2 separate regions of the Pan troglodytes genome follow, and region 2 is linked to region 1. A link is a contact called in public capture Hi-C data. All regions are on one chromosome and are shown on one strand. Each heading gives the region's core, a stretch centred on a gene start, on an enhancer-like site or on the middle of the called end of the contact. The rest is flanking DNA. Distances are from core to core; before and after follow the strand shown.

Region 1 (4,730 bases), core at 701-3,200:
ACTGTCTGCTGCAGGCCATGGCTGTGCCCACCCAGGGGGTGCTGGGGCAGGTGGCCGGGTCCCATCTGCTGAGCCGAAAGGTTAGGCCAGCGTCTAATTAAAATGACTCACGGTGAACAGGAAAAAGCACTTGGGGGTGATATGGTTTGGTCGTGTCCCCACCCAAATCTCATCTCAAATTGTAATCCCCATAATCCCCACGTGTGGAGGGAAGGACCTGGTGGGACGTGATTGGATCACGGGGGCGGTTTCCCCCAGGCTGTTCTGGTGATAGTGAGTGAGTTCTCCTGAGATCCGATGGTTTAAAATCTTGTGATAGTGAGTTCTCATGAGATCCGATGGTTTAAAATCTCTGATAGTGAGTGAGTTCTCATGAGATCCTATAGTTTAAAAGTGCTTGGCAGTTTCCCCTGGGCTTTTCTCTTTCCTGCCACCTTGTGAAGAAAGTCCTTGCTTCTTCTTTGCCTTCTGCCACGATTGTCAGTTTCCTGAGGCCTCCCCAGCCATGGGAACTGTGAGTCAATTAAACCTCTTTCCTTTATAAATTACCCAGTCTTGGGTAGTATCTTTATAGCAGTGTGAAAATGGACTAATACAGGGGTTTGCTTCTTCCTCCCTCCTTCCCTTCTCTCCTCCCCTCCCTCCCCCTTCCCCCTTTCTTCCCTCCCTGCCTTTCTATTTCCTTTATTCACTCAGTCAGCAAAGGAAACTCCAGTGAGCAGGAGTTCCCTTATGCTAAGGGCTGAGAGAAACTTAGAGATGAATAAAAGATGAGCTCTGGCTCTGCCCTCTGGGGGCTTACACAAGTATGTTTGGCGAGGACCCTGTCTCCACGCCATCTCCTCGTCCTTCCCTCCCTCACTCATCTTGGTGCCAGGACCCAACCACCCAGCTGCCTGCAGAGCCATACCAGGTGGGGCATAGCCAAGCCCAAATGCGGCTGCCCTGAGCCCTGAGGCCACGCCCTCAGCACCAGCCCGTGATCTAGCTCAGTCCCAAACTAGCTGGGCTGGAAAGAGGCCTCCAGGAACACTTTCAAGGGCTCCTTTCACATTTAGCAAATGGCTCTTTCAAGTCCAATGTTCTCGCTTGCTCAGCAGAATTCCGATTTTCTTGATTTATGCTGACAATCGCACATTCTTTTATTGCTGTTTAAGCCCCTGAAAGCACGGGAGGGGAAAACGTGATGAGAATCTGTGGCCCACTGTCTCCCTCCTCGTCTCCCTCACCCACTCTGCTCCTCTGGAAAGTGCTTCTCTCTGAGTTCTGGTCCCTGCTCGGCTGACCACGGAGGAGTGGGAGCTGGCACTGGCATCTGTGCATAGCCCGTATTGACGCAGAAATGGCTGCATGGGAAGAAATTGGCCAGGCTTTCCAAAAACTGGGATGCAATTTCCCCCAACACGTTTTAGGGAACTTTGAACCCTGTCCCTGAGAAGATCTGGAGAGCAGGAGAGGTAGTCCAGGCCACACATGTCTGCTCCGGGCTTGGTTTTGGCCGGGAGCTGGGACAATCAAGGTCAGCTGGTGTCTGAGATTGAGGGAGCACTTCGGTGCGGCCTGGTGTGGCACTCAGGGCCTGCTACCCCTGAGTGTGTGGCCTCAGGCAAGTGGCTTGCCCTCTCTAGGCCTTAGATTTCCTGTTATAAAGTGAGAGATTTGGATAAGCTTGGGAGCTCAGAAACCACTTAGCCATAGACCCCTGCTCACCGAGTACCATCAGAAGCCCATCCTCACACATTGTCAGTGGGTGTCAGCATGGGTCTTCAGGAAGGAATGCCACGATGGAGTCAGGAATGTGAGCTATGTATTAGGGAGGTGGTGCTAGTGCACTGCAGAAAATGGAGGGGGAGCTGGAGGGTGTGGGCGAGCCTTCAGATTGCAATGCTGGTCCGACACCCGTGAGAGGAGAGGGGAAGGAAGGAGCATGCAGTAGCAAGAGCCTCATCCTGCAGTGTATCTCAGAGGATGTCTCAGCCATGCTGACCGAGAGCCCCAGACTGAAGGTGCCCCCTAGAGGATGCCCCTGCTAGGCAGAAATGGAGGGGCCCTGTGCTTCTGCCATGCTTGGCCATTAGCTGCCCTGGAGACATGGGGCCTTGGCTGGAGAGCAGAGGCAGAGCCAGAGGGCACTGGAAGCTGGAGGCACCAGCCACCTTCACCCCACAGCAGGGTTTCTCCTGACATGAGGGACATCTGAGCCATGCACCCCATGGGCTCTTGCCACAAGAATGTCAAATCGGTCAACTTCTTTCAAAAGTGTTTGGACAGTATTTGCCAAAAACTTAAAAACAGAAGATTCTACCAAATAAATTCCACTTCTAGGGATTTATCCAATGGATCAATTCATGCCTCTGTACAAAGAGATAAACATTTTGTTACACCCTTGTTTGTAGTAACAAAAGATTGGAAACAACCAAAATGCCCAGTATCAGAAGACAGAATAAATAAGTCATGGTATGTCCACATACTGGAATACCATGTCCCCACACTGGGGTACCATGTCCACACACTGGAGTACCATGTCCACACACTGGAGTACTATGTCCTATGCTGCCATGGTAAATAAAAAGGATGAGGCATCACCAAGCATATGGACAGGAAAGAATTCCAGGTGAATTGCTGAGGAAAAGGGCAAAGCATTGGAGGCATCAATAGCAGGCTACCACTGAGTAAGGAAAGTGGGTCTTTTCTTTGCATCTGCTCAGATACAGAAACAAAACATCAGAAGGACCCATGAGACACTCACTCAGTGCTCTGGGGAGGGACTGGGAACTGGACTCCAGGGAAGAATTACTTTCCATTCATTGCCCTCCTGCTCCATTGACACTGCTGTTATGTTTAACACACCTGTAGATTGTTTTTTAAAATCCTCATGCAGATGCTCAGCCTTTAAATCAACATCTGAATCTGATACCTTGGTGCCCCCTTATAGTAATTGTTGGTGCCCCCTCTTCATCCCCTGATGTGCCTCACAAAAGACCATTTACTGTGAATCCCTGTGGCTCTAACAGAATCAGCCCACTGCCAATAGCAGACAGGGGATGTGATGTATAAATATCCCAGCTCCCTCACTCATTCACTGAGATAACTGAGGCCAGCTCTACACTGACCCCCAGAGGTCCACAGTGGTACTGAACCCCAGGTGCCCGGGGCAGTGGCTGCCTATGAACTAAAGCTCTGCTGCTGTTCCCCTTCCCTGTCCTGCCTCCCCACTCCCTTGGGGGTTTCCCTGGGTCACCTCCCAAATAAACAGCTTGCCCATGACTCCTTGTCTCTAGGTATGCTTCTGAGGAGCCCAAACTAAGACCCAACAGAGGCCACCAAACTCCCAGGAATTCTGCAGTAGCACAAAGCCCAGCCTGAAGAACACTGGGCTGGAAATTGATTTCCTCTAAGGCCTTTTCCAGTTCCGACCTCCCGTGCCACCAGGCAGATTGTCTCTTTTCTGGATAGTTTCTAACTAACACCAGGATTATGGTTAAGTGCAAAGAGAAGTGTATGAGACACAGATGAGTCTCTTACATAAAATAAATGAAATAGAAGGACTTCCAGGGCCCAGCGGCCCCAAGTAAGCCTGTTCTCTGGAGAACTGGATGTAGAAAGGGGGGGTCCCCACATTATTGGAACCCTGAGCCCTGCAGGTGCTGCTTGGTCAGCAGCCAGCCTTAGGAGCAGGAGGCGGCAGAGTCCTATGCATGTTGAAATGTAAAGGTGCTAACAATATTCAGACCCATAGAAGATTCCTCCTCTCTGTTGTGGGGGTAAATTATGTCCCCTCAAAAAGATATGATGGTATCCTGACTCTGGATCCTCAGAATGTGACCTAATTTGACAACAGTCTTTGCAGAGGTGATCAAGTTAAAATGAGATCAGCAGAGTGGCCCTATTTAATATGGGGTCCTTTTGACTTAATCGGATCAGCATCTTCCTAGCTGTGGTGCTTAGGCTGAGGCAGGACTTGAAGAGATACACAGAAATAATCTCCACCCCGCTCTCCTTTCTACCTTACCCCATCCCTATCTCTCCCTTTCTGTTTCTCTTCCTCCCTACCACCCATTCCCACTCCCACCCCACCCCAATTGTATACCATGAGGATTTGAGGAGTAGAATTGCTGGAACCCTAAGAGTCTGGAACTATGGGACACCCAGCAGAGGCTGAGGAAGAAGCCCATGCCCTGGAAGGCAGAGTGAGGAGACTCAGCAATGATGTTTTGTGGCTTCTTAGAACCCCTGGATCAAGCCTTGCCTGAAGTCAGCACCTCCAAACTGTCCAGTTAGATAAGGTAATAATTTATTTTACTTCAGAAACCAATTCAGGGCTTATTTTCTATCATCTGAAACTGAATGACTCCCAAGCGAAATAACATTCCCTCTTAGGAAAAAATGAAATAGCCAAACAGAGGGATCGTGGTCATGTTTGATGTTTTCTTCATCCTTACAGGCCAGGTCTATAGGCACTTTTAATACCACGTCAGAGAACGATGACTCTCTCCCCACCTCATGAGGGCTTCTTTGGTCAAGGTTAAGAAGGAATCTCATGGGGATGCAAGATGGTGCAGCTGCTGTGAATAACAGTCTAACGGTTCCTTAAACACTTCAACCTAGTTACCCTATGACCCAGCAATTCCACTGCAAGGGATATCCCCAAGAGAAATGAAAACATATGTCCACACAAACACTTAAACACAAATGTCCACAGTAGCATTATTCATAATAGCTAAAAGGTG
Region 2 (4,730 bases), core at 681-3,180, 180 kb after region 1:
GAATGTGTACAGTGTGTGTACATGCATGTCATGTATGTGTGTGTGTGTGCAGGGGAATTGTGTGTTGGTGAGCACATGTGTGTATGTGTGTTCCTGTTGCAGAAAAACACCTCTCAGAAATACAGCATGAGGCCGTTCATGCAGCCCCCACTCTTCCCATTTCATTGCACCCTTGCTTGGCAAAACACAAGCCAATCGGCATAAACCAGCTCTGCGCACGCGCCTCCTGCTTGGGATCAACAGAAACCTTGGGAGGAGAGAATATTCAGAGGCTGCCTATGACCAAGTAGAAAGTTCATCAAAGACAAGGACCCCGAGACTCTGAGGAGCTCCGCTAGGTTCCCTTCCAAACTGACTCTCAGAAAGCAGAGTAGGGAGCTAAACCAGAGCATGAGTGGGTGGACCGGTTCCCCGCCTGATCTAAGAGCTTGCTGATGTCTGCAGTGGACCAAGGCTACCGCTCAGGTCCCTCCTCCAAAGCCCTGTCCTGCTGCCGTGTCTATAGTGGCTCAGATCTCTCCACATGTCTGCCAGGGGGTCTTCTGCTAGTGAGGAATTCTGCCATGCCTGCTCCAGTTCTCCTACGTGTAAAAAAAAGAGATAACTCTACCAACACCGATGTTCGCTAGCGACCAAGCAGAGAACTTCCTATGCCTCACCTCCCTGAATCCTCCTAAGGACTGATGGAGTAAGAGTCACAACATCCTCATTTTACACACTAGGAAACTGAGGGGCAGAAGGCAGATGATGTGCTTGGCTCAGAGCCTGATGAGGAGCTAGCATCTCCTGCACGAGAGCTGGTGGGATGGCCTGCGTTTGCAGCTCTTGCAGGCATCGTCTCTGTGGTCCAGCCTGATGCTAACTCAGCAGATGCTGCCAGAAGGGGCCTGCTCATCCCATCTGACAGCAGTGTCTCCAATGGCCTCGCAGGGTCCTTCCTTGCCACTGTATGTCTCCTTGTGGGATGCATGTTCGACTGTGCTGGTTCTTTCATCAACGTGCTGTATCCTGAGAAGACTCAACCCCCTCTCTTGCCCCAATGCCTTCAGCTCTGAGAACCCCACAGTTACTCAGTGATCTCCTTAAGGGCTCCTGGATACAGAGGACAGCACAGAAATGGAGTCCCTTCTATTGCTGTCAATGTTTAAAATTTTCCAATGGAAATTGTGTTCACGCCTAAAACGAGGCCACCAAGTGTGCTCAAAACATTCAAGGTCTCTACTTTTAACTCCAACCCTATTAGCTCAGTTTGTTCTGTCTGGTTTTTGTGATTATCAGAAACCTTGCCAGGAGATTTCTGTCTTTGAATATCATCTGGACAATAAGCATTAATCCTTTCCTGAACACCCAATGGATGCTTGGCTGTGTGCAGAGCACTCTGGGATTTCTCCCAACAATCACAGAAGGAAGATAACATCAGACCCAGTCAACAGAAGAGGAGACTGTGGTCTGAGAAGCTCCAAGAGGCGCAGTGACCGGGGATTGCAGTGAAGTTGGAACTTAGCCTGTTTCCAGAGCCTGGGCCAAACTGCCAGGCCAGTATTTTCCCAAATTTGCCACATCAGAAGAATTACTGGGGGCCTGGTGTAAATTAAGAATCATGGGTCCTACCCCAGTTCGAATGTGCCTCGCCGAACCCCAGGACCTGAGAATCTGCATTTTAAACAAATATCACTGGAGGTAAGATTGAGACGCCCTGCCCACACTCCATCGTATAATCAGGTTAATTACCTGTTTCCATCCACTCACCACTGGGTCGGAGCACCTTTCAGAAGTTGGTATGGATGGGATGAGGGCAGAACCCGGGCCTGCACAGCGCCTCCGAGGGCCATGTGGGGCACTGCGCCCCCCCTCCCCCCGCCCCCAGCCCTCCCCAGCTGGGAACCACCCACTGCCCCTGCACAAAGAATGGGCGGAAACAGGAGTTCACCCCGTGCCATTTCTCACTGGCCGTCGGCTGGGCTGGACCTACAGGGGCGATCATGGACTCAGAGCAGCTGAAAGGCCAGGGACACGGGAGCAGGAGGTGGCAGGATCCCTGGTGCAGTGCCGAGGGGCCTGGGAAACAAAACACAGCCCCCCCAAGGCTGGCGGGGGACGGCCGGAGCAATCGCCTGCTGAAATCTGCAAGCTCATCACAGCGCTTGGAAAGCTCACCGGGGACGCGCAGCACAGGACACATCCTGCTCTGCAGAGATAAGAGGCAGTTCCCAGGTTCTCACCGCCGGCATCCCCCGGGGGAGCACACTGCTGGCGGCAAGCTTGGAGGACATGAGAAAGATGCCCAAAACAAACAGGCTGGCAGGGAAGCACCCGCCCGCCAGCAGGGGAGCTGCGCAGGCCCCTTCACCCTTCACCCACCTTGGGACAGGACCTTGTTGGGGAGGGGGCCCAGGGCCAGGGCAGGGGGATCCACACTGACCGGGGACCCTGGTCGCTGATTTTGCTCGTCCCTGAAATCACTCCTCAGGCTGACTTTAGCTCCACCCTAACACATACTGGTTGCGGAGGCCTGGAAGAGTGGCCGCTTGTCTCTGTGCCTCAGTTTCCCCACCTGCAAAAAGGTGCTGCAGGTGGAAACTACCCCTCTGCATTCTTCCAGGCCTTGCTGTGATCATGTGGGTTTGGTTAACGGCTGGCGGCTGAGGACCCTGAGATGCTCTGAACTCTTCTGTATGATCCCATCTCACCTCACAGAGGCCTGCAAGCCTCACACCCTTACCAGTACCATTTACCCCATGAGGAAACTGATGTATGCCAGGTTATGAAGCGTTTTCGAGCTAGGGAGAGCTTAACTTATGCACACATTCTCTCTAGTTCTCAAGTCAAAAAGGTGCTAGAACCCAGGTCAGCCCATTCCAAAGCCCATGGCCTCCCGCACAATTCCAGGGGTAGATATTAAAGTTCTGTTTTAGAACTCCCAGAGCGCCTATAAACTATATTCCACTAGAAAGCCATAAAGAAACACTTTGGAAGCCACCACTTCCTATTACGGGTGGCCTGTCCTCAAGGATTTGCTGAAATTAAGGATCTGGGAGGAGGCTGCACAGATTCCACAGATGTGCCTCCTTGAGTCACTGGCACACAACTTCTCCCTTGCTGCCTCCTGCCTATTGTATACCTTGCCAACATCCCTTGCAGCTAGATGTGACCATGTGACCCATGGGATACAAACAGAGTCTGTTGGGACACTTCTGGGAAACCTTTTGTTTTCTTAATCAAAAGGCACAGTGCTAGTAACCTTCTCCTCTCTTCCTTCTGTGAATACAGATCTGATGTCTGGAGATCTAGCAGCCATGTTGAGGCCATGACAGAACAGACAATAGCAACGTGGTAGACATCATATTAGCTCCCCAAAAGATGTCCACATCCTAAACTCCAGAACCAGGACACTGGAGTTGCAGATGGAAGTAGGTTGCTAATCAGCTGACCTTAAAATAAAGAGATAGTCCTGGATTATCTGAGTGAGTCCAGTGTAAGCACAGGCTCCATAAAAGTGGAAAATAGAGGTGGAAGAGGAAGTCATAGAAGAAACGGATGCAGAGGGTGGAGGGATAGATGGGACCCTGCTGTCTTTGAAGACGAAGGAATGGGCCATGAGCCAAAGAATGAGGCAGCCTCTGGAAGCTGGAGAAGGCAAGGACTCGGCATGACATTCATGGAAACATTTTCCCAGGAAACACACTCAGGGACCCCTGATCTTACTGTCCCTTCCTTTGCCAGAAAAGGTTCCAGAGACATCCCAAATTCATCTTCAGACCCTGGCATCATCAGAGGGGTCTCCCCAGAAGGAACCAGCCCTTCCTACACCTTGATTTTAGCCCGGTGAGACCAGCATTGAACTTCTACACTACAGAGCCCTAAGATGATAAAAGTATGTGTGTTTTAAGCCACTGAGTTGATGGGCATTTGTTACAGCAGCCACGGGACACCACTACAAGCAGGAAGAAGGTGCCATCTCTGCCGCTGGTGAATAGCTGAGTAGATGCCCGAGGCTGCCTTCCTCCGACATCCTTACTGCATGATAAGGACAAGCCTGCCCTTGTTTAAGCCATCTTAAGTTGGGTTATTGTGACTTGAAGCCTAGTGCATTCCTACTTGGCATCTGTGTCACCTGACGGGGACTTTACTTCAAAGTTCTTTTTTGAAGAATTTTTTTTTTTTATGGGAGAGAAACCACATTAGCAGCTAAATGAGTTGAACCCCCTAGGATGGTGCTGAGGTCTGAAGATGAATTTTGGAACCTTTTCTGGCAAAGAAAGGGAAAATAAGATCAGGGTTTCCTAAGAAAATATTTTCCTTCCATATAATGCCCTAACGGCCTTCAACATTCTAAGAAGAAAAATGGATTGTTAATTCAATGTTTACTGAATCATAAAGTAGACCTAAGACCAGAAAAAAAAAAAATAGAAAAAGCTAATTGCAATAAACAAGAGAGTGGGTTTGTGTAGGCATCAGGGCTGCTCTATGGCAGATCAGGTGTCCGGGATAACAGGTGTGTTTATAGTCTGCCATGTCCTAGACTGGGTGAAATTGTTCTCCAATTGAAATGGTTACATAGGATAAGTGTCCCTGGGCTCTGCCTTCACAGCAGGCCCTTTATCTTCAATATGACTTCATCAGTGCACAGTCCATTTTCAGGAACGTGACTTTACTGTGTTGTTATTTCTAAGCTGGTTCCTGCCGACCAATTTTAGTCCTTACTTTACAACGGAGTTTCCAGGAATGGG

What was found. Capture Hi-C pulls out chosen DNA fragments and counts their contacts.
Region 2: a contact with region 1 is called in a capture Hi-C map of stem cell-derived neural stem cells, with 5 times the contacts expected there. The contact joins two enhancer-like sites. A contact is called at or near these places in 2 of 7 Hi-C or Micro-C datasets (induced pluripotent stem cells and stem cell-derived neural progenitor cells) and 1 of 1 other capture datasets (stem cell-derived neural stem cells).

What each region holds. Positions count from the first base shown.
Region 1 is chr18:85,037,176-85,041,905 of NHGRI_mPanTro3-v2.0_pri, forward strand. All of the region lies in intron 2 of LOC129137364 (a long non-coding RNA gene), which reads right to left. Among named protein-coding and RNA genes, the nearest start is that of FOXL1, 300 kb to the left of the region's middle. Within about 2 kb of position 1,951, at least 1 of the 24 cell types and tissues checked has an H3K27ac peak or open chromatin away from gene starts, as enhancers often do. A contact at or near this core is called in stem cell-derived neural stem cells, where this site is marked.
Region 2 is chr18:85,219,876-85,224,605 of NHGRI_mPanTro3-v2.0_pri, forward strand. No RefSeq gene overlaps it. Among named protein-coding and RNA genes, the nearest start is that of C16H16orf95, 260 kb to the right of the region's middle. Within about 2 kb of position 1,931, at least 2 of the 24 cell types and tissues checked have an H3K27ac peak or open chromatin away from gene starts, as enhancers often do. A contact at or near this core is called in stem cell-derived neural stem cells, where this site is marked.